Linked DNA regions of Mus musculus: region 1 is linked to region 2. A link is a contact called in public promoter capture Hi-C data. All regions are on one chromosome and are shown on one strand. The core of a region is the stretch at or near the end of the contact, and the rest is flanking DNA. Distances in the headings are between cores, read along the strand shown.

What was found. Capture Hi-C pulls out chosen DNA fragments and counts their contacts.
Region 1: a contact with region 2 is called in a promoter capture Hi-C map of pancreatic islet. The contact joins the promoter of Zfp819 here to the promoter of Tescl in region 2. A contact is called at or near these places in 2 of 39 promoter capture datasets (frontonasal cranial neural crest and second pharyngeal arch cranial neural crest) and 1 of 9 other capture datasets (pancreatic islet).

The regions. Positions count from the first base shown.
Region 1 is chr7:43,605,813-43,611,943 of GRCm38.p6, forward strand. It overlaps Zfp819 (zinc finger protein 819), which reads left to right and starts at 1,357. Exons shown (of 5, transcript NM_028913.3): 1 at 1,357-1,462; 2 at 3,974-4,166. The coding sequence starts at 4,095.
Region 2 is chr7:24,329,884-24,336,082 of GRCm38.p6, forward strand. It overlaps Tescl (tescalcin-like), which reads right to left and starts at 4,082. Exons shown (of 1, transcript NM_001163810.1): 1 at 3,197-4,082. The coding sequence starts at 4,015. The coding sequence ends at 3,320.

The DNA.
Region 1 (6,131 bases), core at 107-2,606, about 19 Mb after region 2:
ATGGTGACCTTCACATAGGGCTTTCAGCTCATAGTGGGCAAATGTTGGGTGAGTGGTAATATGATCCTTGACTTTGCAGGGCTTTCTGATCTCTTTCAGACCCTTGAATCAGGCCAAGTCATTCACTCTGTAAATTGTCCCTGCATGTCGTCCCCACATGCTGCTGCTTGGCCTCTCCCTATCCTTGTTTTCCTCCTCGCCAGCCAGTTCAACACTGTTTCTATTATGCACTGGCCGTTGTAGCTGCTGTTATTGTTGTTTGTTTATTTCTGTTTTATTTCGTTTTTAAATTCTACCTGTAAGTGAGAATAGATACTTTTCCTCAGGGAAGCATGACATGTTCCAAGGATGTGTTAATCCTGAGATTCGTCAGAGAAAAACCAATTCCAGCTTTTGGGCCAAATTTAAAGCAAGCTTCATTAAATATTAAATACTGACACAAAAATGGACTTAGGTCAGAAACATTCCCTGAAATTTCCCAGTCTCCAGCCACGTGTTGCAGGCGTTTATAAGAACAAACCTATAGGCCATGTACTTTGCCATGAGAAGGTTGATATTTTCCAAGAACTACAATTCCCAAGTCCAGTGTGATGGCGCAGGTCTTTAATCCCAGAACAGGCGGATTTCTGAGTTCGAGGCCAGCCTAGTCTACAGAGAGAGTTTCAGGACAGCCAGGGATACACAGAGAAACCCTGTCTTGGGAAAAAAAAAAAAAAAAAACCAAAACAACAACAAAAAGAACTACAATTCCCAATATTCCAAGAAGTTACCGGTCCCTGGGTAGGTGGGGCTAACATTCATTTTTGGTTCGCAAGAAGGCTCATTTCAGATCTTTAATGTTCCATATGGCTTCACTTCCCATTTCCCAATAACTCTTCCTAGTTTTCAAGTTTTAGAAAACTAGAAGAAAAGTCTTAAGTCCGTGTGAAAACATGGAGAAATTTTTTTAGGAATATGCAATATAAATGTCTCTTAAATTCGTGACTAAGGAGCCTCAGACTTTTAGTCTGTGACATTCCACATGATCCATGGATGTACGGAAATGAAGTACTCTGATGATGACTTTCGCATAATTGAAATATGGACATAGCCATAACAATATGGGAGTGGCGCGTGGGTGGTGGTAGTGGCAGAGTGTACACCGTTATAATTATTGGCAAAGAGTATCTTCGCACGTGATGGTAGGCATGCGCAACACAACTTTAGTGCTTGCAAGCGATAGGGTATATGGGCAATACCGATTTCCGCCAGAAAAGTGGCTGAGGTGAAGTTCATTTTAAGTAGGTGTGTCCTAGAGCGTCCATTTCCGCTTAGATCGTCACGTGGTTAGTTGTTATCGTTACCAGGACGCCGCGGGAGTTTGGATTCTGAACACTGGGGAATCCTCAGCGTCCACCCGGCGTGCCGCGTGCAGAGCTCTCTGAAGTGGCTGCGCAGGAAGGATGCTGGCTGCTGAGCGCTGGTTTGTGTTGAGTGATGACTGAGGCAGCTGTAGGGGGGTGCCGGTGCGTAGCTGGGGTGGGCGTCCTGTGGGGGTCGGGAGAGCAGGGTCGAGGGTGGCGTTGGAGCCGGCTACTGTGAACCTGGGACTGGTGAGTCTGTGAGGGCGACCGTGCTGCTTGCATAACTGGGAGTGTTTGCTTTAGACCATGACTGGCTGGAGTCCGGATCAGACACTGGCATGTGAGAGGCGAAAAAGTGAGTAAAGATGGAAAATGAGTGTATTCGTGGTTTTGACTTACACTGGGGCTTCAGCATCCTTGGTCTGTCCAAGCCTAAGCAGTGTCAGAATTGATAGAAGGGATGGAACGATCTTCACAGCTCGTAGCTGTGGGCTCGAGCCCGCAGAACTGGGAGAGGAGCCTTTGTTCAGGTGCTGGGGACCCGATCTTTGGGCCATTTCCCTAATATTTCCCAAAGGGGAGCTGGTGCTGAGAAAGAAAAAACATTTGGAGCTTTCTAATTACCAGAATGAATATTGGAGTCCTTGAAGGTATGTGGGTGAGTCCGTGATGGCCATGGGACCCCTATGAACATGGCAAGGATGTGTGATGGGCAGTTGAGCAGGGTGGTGCTGTAAATAAGTTTTAGGGAAAGTGATTGGTCTTCTGCAGCCCCGACAGGTTGGCCATGGTCTAGTACTCCTATTGAAAAGACTAAGCTAGTCATGGTGAAAAGCAGAGAGGAGGGGGCAGTTCAAATTAGCCTCCTTGGGCAGTACCTAGCACCCTAGCCTCCTCTTTCTAGGATCCAGCCCGTACTACCTCCTATGGTAATCGGGAGGAGACGCCACACCCTGCCAGACAGCTTTGTTATGTAAACTTCTTGACAGGCAATTCTTGATCTCTTGAATCTCCATGACTGACTGGGGTTACTTCTTCTTCTGTGGCTAGTTTGAACTTTCTCAAGCAGAAGTCTAGACTAAAGAGGTTTACTTAAGTAGCCCAAGCTGGTCTCAAACTTGGCAGCCATCCTCCTGCTTCTGCTTCCTGAATGTGTGGTGTAGCTTGGGAGTTCCCAGAAATTTAAAGGTTTTTGTTGTTGTTGTGTTTGTTTTTGTTTGTTTGTTTGTTTGTTTTTTGTCTTTTGCTTAATTGGCCGAGTAGTCAGGGGACACAGTTATATGGGATCCTATCCTTCCGAGTTCCTTCTTCTGTTTTCTCAGCAAAACCCCCTGTGGTTTCACCTCTACATTTTATTTCCCTGTTTATTTTAAAGCTGGTAGATGTATGACCTTTGTCAAGTATGCAGATTGCTGTTGGGCGAACTTGGCTGTTAGTCATCTTCTACTCTGAATATTTAAGGGGTTGTTTTTGGGTGTGTGCGGTGGAATGGGAGATGGGCAGCAGACACTAGCAGTGGTCTATTTTATCTGTCTGTAGCTGGTGCTAAGCTGATTCAAGTCGTCTTTAGGGATGTATAGTGTGGCTCTAAGTAACCGAACCTTAATGTACTGGCTTTCCCTGGGTGCCTTTCGAGAACACATGCTGTTAGTTTTTGTTTTCAACTCTTCCTCATGTGATGTATGTGCCTGTTTGGCGAATGTGGGTGCATGTTGTGGCTCAACGCTTCAGGTCTTCCTGGAGCTTAATTGCAGGTGGTTGTGAGCCACTGGTGTGAGTGCTGGAATCACCTTTATTCAGACTTGTAAAATAGCAAACATAGACTCAGCATCTGCTAAAATGGGACATTTTTACAAACACACACACACACACACACACACACACACACACACACACACACACACACACGTTGGACAGGACAAAGGAAGGAGCAGCTGTTGTTAACTCTCCATAGAAAACAGCAGCTTAAACTATAAATGAGATGCTCGTAGTAGATTAGAACATCATTAAACAGAAAGAGGTTTTTTTTGGTTTTTCGAGGCAGGGTTTCTCCGTGTAGCCCTGGCTGTCCTGGAACTCACTCTGTAGACCAGGCGTGCCTCTGTCTACCAAGTGCTGGGACTAAAGGCCCAGCTCAGAAAGAGTATTCTTTTATGTATATTTTCTTTACTGCCAGGCAAATGCTAAGCAACATGTATCTTCCTTTGTTGCTTACTATCTTCTCTTCTTACAGTTAAAAGGTGAGGGAATCTCCTCTGAATTCTTCCTAACCATTAGTTCAAAATCATGGTCTTTTGTTTGTTTCCTGGATCTTTGTAAAAGTAAGAATTGAGCCGGGCAGTGGTGGCGCACGCCTTTAGTCCCAGCACTTGGGAGGCAGAGGCAGGCGGATCTTTGAGTTCAAGGCCAGCCTGGTCTACAGAGTGAGTTCCAGGACAGCCAGGGCTACACAGAAAACAAGCAAACAAACAAACAAAAAAGAAAGAGTTGGGCTTTTTCTTAACCATGTCTACTACTTATCAGTATGTCTATAATACCTGTCAGGTAGGGGCCCTCAAAACTTCATGTACAAATGTCCGCTGAGTGTCCCACAGTCATTGACTTTCCAGGACTTTCTGGTGTCTTCGTAGATTCCTGAGTCAGGCCAAGACATTCATGCTGCTGACTTTCTAGCACAACCAAGCTGAGTTCTGCCTGTCAGCTCTACCCAAAGGCTCCACATGCTCACCTGAATCCTGAGGGAATCCAGACATGGCTGCTGACATGAATTTCTGTCAGAAGCTCCAGAGACTGGGAACAGAGGAGCAGGACGGGCCGTGTGAGGTGAGGAGAGGCGACTTTGGTTCCATTTTTCCAGAACTAGAGTGGAGACATTGGAAGTATCAGATTGTGAGTTCCCTTCCTGGGATAGCCTTGATCCTCCAGCTAAGGGCGGAACTTGGACAGCGGAAATCCCAGCCTTTCTTTATCTTTTCATGACATGTTGTTCATTGTGCTGCTTCTTGGCTTTGGGTTTATCTCTCTGCCCATCTCTGACTCCCTGGGGAGTCCTGCTTCTGTTCAACCCAGGCAGAGAGGACTAGCCAGTTAAAGAAGTAGATGCGTCCAAGTTTAGCTTGCGGAACCAGACAGTATTTTGACTTACTTTTTTTTTTTTTTTTTTTGTGGTACAATTTTTTTTTTTAATTAGGTATTTTCCTCATTTATATTTCCAATGCTATCCCCAAAGTCCCCCATACCCTCCCACCCACCCACCCCCACTTTTTGGCCCTGGCGTTCCCTTGTACTGGGGCATATGAAATTTGCAAGTCCAATGGGCCTCTCTTTCCAGTGATGGCTGACTAGGCCATCTTTTTATACATATGCAGCTAGAGTCAAAAGCTCCGGGGTACTGGTTAGTTCATAATGTTGTTCCACCTATAGGGTTGCAGTTCCCTTTAGCTCCTTGGGTACTTCCTCTAGCTCCTCCATTGGGGGCCCTGTGATCCATCCAATAGCTGACTGTGAGCATCCACTTCTGTGTTTGCCAGGCCCCAGCATAGCCTCACAAGAGACAGCTATATCAGGGTACTTTCAGCAAAATCTTGCTAGTGTATGCAATGGTGTCAGCGTTTGGAAGCTGATTATGGGATGGATCCCTGGATACGGCAGTCTCTAGATGGTCCATCCTTTCGTCACAGCTCCAAACTTTGTCTCTGTAACTCCTTCCATGGGTGTTTTGTTCCCAATTCTAAGAAGGGGCACAGTGTCCACACTTTGGTCTTCGTTCTTCTAGAGTTTCATGTGTTTTGCAGATTGTATCTTGTATCTTGGGTATTCTAAGTTTCTGGGCTAATATCCACTTATCAGTGAGTACATATCATGTGAGTTCTTTTGTGATTGGGTTACCTCACTCAGGATGATGCCCTCCAGGTCCATCCATTTGCCTAGGAATTTCATAAATTCATTCTTTTTAATAGCTGAGTAGTACTCCATTGTGTAGATGCACCACATTTTCCGTATCCATTCCTCTTGAGGGGCGTCTGGGTTCTTACTATTTGGAACACAGATGAGGGGTGGCCTCCATAGGCATGAAAAATTTGGGCAGCTGTGTCACTGACATCCCCACCATAGTTGGTGATTTGTGAAAGCTATAACCCTAGAATTGCCCCACACCCAGTTGTGTCCAGCTGATAGGTTTTTATTACTTCGGGAATGGGTCTTTGGACCTTCCAAGAGAGCCCTCTGTTGCTCTCTAAATTCACTGTGGATTTCCCTACTTCTCTGCCTTCACACTCCTTCTCCCCCCCCCCCCCACCTTCCCGGAAGAGCAGTGTTCTAGCATAGTTTGAGTATCTCAGTTACAGTTGAAGCTGCTGTGCTGTGTGACAACTGCTCCTCAACTTGTCCCTCCCAACATTTTCTCTGTGTATATTTGTAAAATGTTCCTCTGTAGCCCACGCTGAGTCTTTATTTGCTGTTCCACCAGTCTGAGTTTCTCATAGCATTGAAGCTCATACTAGAACACTGAACCCTAGGAACCCCACACCATTCTAGACAAGCATATCATAACTTAATAGCTGTCACCCTGCATAATTCTAGTGGAGAAATTCTGTCCTCCTTGGGGTGGGAGTGGGTGAGACAAAGTATACAATACATGGCAGGACACTTGTTTCTATACTTCTTTATGCCTGAACATAAAATGTGAAATCAGTATTTTTGTGATAAGTTTAGTGGTATGACTGGGGGTGAGGGTGAGGGGTGGGGTAGGGAGTGGGGATCACTAAAAACACATGTCTACTTAGTGTA
Region 2 (6,199 bases), core at 2,832-5,331:
TCATAGATTCTGGTACTGCCCAGAGGACTCTGACAGTGGTAGTGAAACAGTGCTCTCCAGCTCTCTTTCCTTCGGGGATATGCATCCTTCCCACGAACAGAAGTCATCCTATCTGTGTGTGCTCAGATCTGAAGCAAAGATCTGGGGACTGGGGATGAGGCTGAGCCGGTAAAGTGCTTGCCTGCATTCAGAAAGCTGTGAGTTTGGTTCGGAGCAGATGCATCAAGCCTGTGAGTGCATGCCTATGCTCCCAGCACTCAGGAGGTTGAGCCAGGAGGTAGAAGGGCATCCTAGGCAAAACAGTGAGTTCAAGGCCAGCCTAGGATACTTGAGATTTTGACCCCAAAATTTAAATAAACAAACAACAACACAACTGCTTGAAGGAAAGGAAGGAAACAACTGCCCCTCAGGGAACTCAAGCGCCTGTATGCAAATTTATTATTATCTTCACTCATGCATATTCATCAAAGCAGCAGCTTTTAGGGATAATTTAGAACTCCAGGGGGTATTTGGCAGACTACATTTTTAATGTTTTCTCAACTACAATGACAAAAAGAAAATTATTGCAGGAGACTTTTAAAGACTCAGGCTGCTGCTGTGCTAACAACAGGCCTGCAGGAACCAGCAAGTGCTCACATTAGTGTGGAAGGGGCTGGAGATGGGACTTGGAGGCCCAGCACTTGCTCAGCATGCACAAGGCCTAGGGTCAATTCTCATAACTACAAAATGTTAACTAATAAATACAAAATAGGATACAATGGTTTATTTATTTATTTATTTATTTATTTATTTATTTATTTATTGAAACAAAGAAACTAGACTCTCTTATATCAAGTGTTGTAGCTCTTTCAAGGACTGTCAAATGAGCCTGGCCAGGTGTGGTGCATACCTTTAACCCCAGGACTTGAGAGGCAGAAGCAGGTAGATCTCTGTTGAGTTTGAGGCCAGCCTGTCTATATGTCCAGTTCCAGGCAAACTAATGCTACATAAAGAAATCCTCTCTCAAAAACAAAACAAAGATGGAGCCTGCATACAAGTCTGGCCTGCTTAGTGTAGCTCTCCCCCACCTCATCGGAGGAGCTGAAGCAGATAGACTATCACAGAGATCCACGACTGGTCAAAATGCAGGGTATACAGGATCATGGCTGTCCATCTCCAAGTGATACATTTACAACACAACCCCTACACCTGAAGCTCAGAGAGCATTGCAGAAAAGAGGGCAGAAGACAAGGGCACCTGCTTCAAGATAGTGTCTTTTAGATATGACAGGGACACTGCACCCATGATATCTCAACAGCTTTGCTGCCTGAGCAAGACTGGTCCAGTCCCTCCCATCCCCCACCCCTTAACTCTCAAATCCAAGATGTCTTTATTATTGTTATATATGTGTACATAAATACAACAGAGTCCACCAGTGTTGATCATACATATGTATCTGAGTCTAAGGCTGACCACTTGGGATTGGGTAACCTATGGGGGTGAGGAGAGAAGGGGACCTCATCTCAGAAGGAAATGGGTTCTCCTCAACAGCCAGTGATCGCCAGTAGCTCTTCATCTGGGGGAGGGGCCCTGTGGATTCTCTCTCATCCACAGCTGACGTGTTGGCACATGCCTGTAACTCTAGCTCTTGGGAAGTGGGGATGGGAATACAAGGTGACCCTCAACTATCAAGGCCATCTTGGGCTACGACGTGACACTCAAATGCATGCCACAGTGACACCACTAACAAAAAAATAGCTTAACCCTGAGTTAAAGTCATGGCCTGCTTTACCATGGACTGTGCCTTCAAACTCTGAGTCAAACAAGCTCTTCCCCCCTAACGGTGCCTGTTAAGTATTTTGTCCAAGCAACGAGGATACAGCTAGGTTTGACAAACTTTTACTTGTAACGAGCTAGTTTTAACTGCTCAAATCTGCTCTTTCACCAAGCAAGAAGACATTAAGCCTAATGGCATGCTCACAGCATGCCCTGGTACTCTCTTCACCGGGGTCTGTCTGATGCACACAGTGATGAGTTACGAGAGACAATTTCATACACCTGTGCTCTGTACTCTGACCACAGTGACTCCACCCCCTTTCCTCCCTGTTCATTCCCCAGGCTACTTGGCGATTTTACATCCTATGACTTCATGTTATCTATATAAAACTCTAGGATCCACAAATGAGTAGTGTTTCCGTTTCTGGCTTGTTTCTTGTTTTCATGGATGGATAAAATCGACCCCATATATACCACATTTTAACCATTCATTCGTCTGCAGAGGGACACTTGGGCTCGTTCTGTAAGGTGGCAATACTGAGTGATGCTGCACTCTGTGCAGATGTTTGGCATCTACGTGGTCCTCTGGGTGTACATCCATAGCTGGGTCATCTTACACGCGTTCTCACGACCGGCCAGGAAGAACACAACAAACCGGAATCTTCTGCGGCAAAAGCTTTATTGCTTACATCTTCAGGAGCCAGAGAGCAAGAGAGCAAGAGCTCTATTGCTTACATCTTCAGGAGCCAGAGCGCAAGAGAGCAAGAGCTCTATTGCTTACATCTTTAGGAGCAAGAGAGCAAGAGCCAGAGCAAGAGAGAGAATGGCGAAACCCCATCCCCTTTAAGGAGAATTATCCTCCGCCTAGGACGTGTCACTCCCTGATTGGCTGCAGCCCATCGGCCGAGTTGTCGACTCGGTGAAGGCAGAGCACATGGAGTGGAGAACTACCCTTGGCACATGCGCAGATTATTTGTTTACCACTTAGAACACAGGATGTCAGCGCCATCTTGTAACGGCGAGTGTGAGGGCGGCTTCCCACAGGGTCATATGATGGTTCTAGTTCTAGGCTTTCCAGAAACCTCTCTATATTGACTCCATAGAAGCTGAACGAATTTACATCCCTACCAGTCATCGTGTGTACATATTTCCTTCCCTCGCGCCCCTGCATCCTACCCACCATTTATTTTATTGATAGCCATTGCGCCTTGCATGAGATAGATGGGCAAAGGATGCTTACGATTTTCGTGTTTACTGGCCATTGGTACATTTATGTTCTATTCATTCTATTTTTTTGACACAGAGTCTCACTGTGTGAGCTCTGGCCTGCCAGAAACTCACTCAATAGACCAGGCTGGCCTCAAACTCACAGAGATCTGCCTGCCTGCCTCTGCCTCCTGAGTGCTGGGATTCAAGGCAAGCACAGCCACGCCCCGCTCATCTCTTTTGATCATCTTTATTCTTTGAGATGAAATCCATCAAGTCCCATGTACCCTGTAGCTGCTGCAAGAGTCTGCCGGATTCAAGGGGCAGCTTCTCCAGTGTGGGTGTGGCAGCCCGCCGGTCACTGGCATAAGACCGTGGCTTCTAGATTCAGGAAGCTGACTTGCATCTTCACCTCCAATTCGAGGCTCTTCCAGGTCTTGACGAAGTCCTCGAAGGTGATGCCCTCATACTGCTGGCCCGCCATCAGCGGCTGGTCCGACGCCCTGGCCGCCTCCTTCAAGGCGCCCTGGGCGATGGCATTGGCGACGGAGCGCACAGTGTCTCTCTCCACTTGCGGGTGCGCCGACAGCAGGCTCTCCACCACCCGGCGGTACTCCTGCAGGGTAATGATCCCATCGCCGTCCTGGTCGTACATGTTGAAGAGGAACCGCATCTTGTCCTTGCGGTTCTGCTCCGCCTCCTCTTTGTTGAGACTGGGCCGCAGCGGCCGGAAGTAGGAGATGATGGTCAGGAAGTCCTGGAAGGTGATCTCCTCCGCCAGACCGCTGGTCCCTTTGCCCAGGTTCCGGTTGTCGAAGAAGGCGCGGACGATCCTGGAGCGGATCGGATTGAACTCCAAGTCCAGGATGTTGTCGAAGCTCTCTGGCTGTAGGGTGGGCTGGTCCCCGCTCAGCAGCCTGAACCTCTGGTGCAGCTGCTTGATCTGCTCCCAGCTGAAGTCGCACTTGTTCAACACCTCCTGGATGTGCGCCCACCATAAGTCGGTCCTGCTCTCGCGCTCCCACTCCTCCTTGGACGAAAGGGAGGCGCCCATGGTGCCCCGTGTGCTCGGAACGACCTCAGGCGCTCAGTGGAAGGGTTCGGGCTTCCTGGTCGGTCTCACCTTGCTGCCGTTCTGATTTATTAGGTCATCAAAGCAACCTCTGTTAGGGCAGGTCCGTCACAATCCCCGAAGGCTCTTTCCTCTCCAAATTCAGTGAAATGAAGCATATTGAAATAAATATTATATATGTGTTGTATATTACGCATTGCGTATTATAGATTGCATATTATATATTATGTTACATGTTACATCTATTATGTGTCATATGTTTATTATATATTTTATACATTATATAATTTTATATATATGAAAAGAGAGAGCACGCTTTGGTTTTCCTAGGACAACCAAAGATACGTGTCTTTGTCTTACAAAAGATGCTAAAATGGCCAGTGATGCCAACATTCAGGAGGTAGGGGCAGGAGAATCTCTGTGAGTTTGAGCACAACATGATCTGCACAGTTGAGTTCCAAGTCATTCAAGGGAAGGATGGAGAGGGGAGGGGAGGGGAGGGGAGGGGAGGGGAGGGGAGGAGAGGAGAGAGGATAGGAGGGGAGAGTAGAGGAGGGGAGAGGAGAAGGAAGGAGGGGAGGGGAGGGGAGGGGAGGGGAGAGCTCAGAGAAGCTCACCAAGATGCCAAGCCTTCATTTCCTAAAGGAACAGAGGAGTTCAGCCTTCTTGGAAAAGACTGACACACAGCTAGCTCACTCCAGTTACTTTATTCAAACATCATACAAGGTTAATTGGAGCTGGGAAGGGTTTCAGCTACCAAAGTTAACTTACTCTTGCTGCCCTTGAGAGCAGACATCCCACACAAATCTCAGTCCCGTTTCACCATGGCTAGCCATAATCACAAGTAAGAACTCCATGTTTGCCCAGGAGTGTCTTAGGACCAAGGTTGTGCAGCTGCAAGCTCTCATGTCATGCCAAGTACAGACTTTCCAGGGAGACATCTCTTCAGGGTTCAAATAGTCACAAAACAATTTCTCAGCCTCTACTCACTAATCCAAACATAGCAATGGCTTTGCTAAACAGTTCACTCAAACCCAGACACAAAGGCTTTACTATACATCCACTCAAAGCCACACACAAAGGCTCTACTATACAGACCCCTACATGGGAAGGGAGAGTTTACTCTGCTTACACTTCCTTCCATATCATACCCCATCAGCAGGCTCTCGAACTAGGACCCAAACGACAATGACAGTGCATGACTCCCATTCGGAACTCTGCCTTCCAGGCAGGATGTGGCCGTCCATGTCTGGGAATCAGAGAAGCTGTGATGACCTGCAGGAGACTCTCACAAGGCACGGCTACTATCATTCTCTTGTCGGTAGATGGGAGGAGCATTGGATGCATAGGAGCACAGCAACCCTCTCCCTCCTGCTCCATACACAGTGGAAGCAGAGTGGGCAGCAGGTCGACCTGAGAGGAAACTCCAGGGATGCATCTCTTGCCAGTCATCACCCTCGCTGCTCAAGTGAATCCTCAGGCATACTCCGATAATTTCAATAAGTTCCTTCAGTGGTTTTTTTTGTTTTTTGTTTTTTGTTTTTGTTTTTGTTGTTTTTTTTGTTTTTGTTTTTGTTTTTGTTTTGTTTTTTTTTTTTTTGGTTCTTTTGTGGTATTCTCCATTGGAGTGAACACAAATAGACTCCCTAGGGAGTCACACTGTAGTCATTCGGGTCCTGGGCTGTTCCTGGAGCTCACTTCAGCTCTCTGCCTAGGAAGTGAGATGGTAGGGACCTGAGAAAGCGGTGGCATCTGTCCTTGTCTATATAGTGAAAGGACAGGATAGGTGCAGAGAGTGGGAGGGAGGGCATAAAAGCAGACTGACTGCAGAACACAGCTGGGGTCTCCCTGGCTCCTAGGTCAGAATCTCCTGACACACCCCCCCCCCCAGTCCCATCATCTCTTCATATGGTCCTGAACTCTCCTCTCCTCTAATTAGCATACTACACATCTACCACATCTACCAGCTGGGAGAGTGCCTGCCTAGCACAAAGCCCTCGGTTTGAACCCCAGCACCCCAGAAACTGTGCATGGTGGTGCATGCCTGTAATCCAGGGTAGAAAGAATTATGAGTGCAAAGCCATTCTTAGCTACCTAGTGTTTTCAAGACCAGTTTGGGCTCATGAGACGCTGTCATTAGTCCTTCACTAATCCCGCTAATCTGGA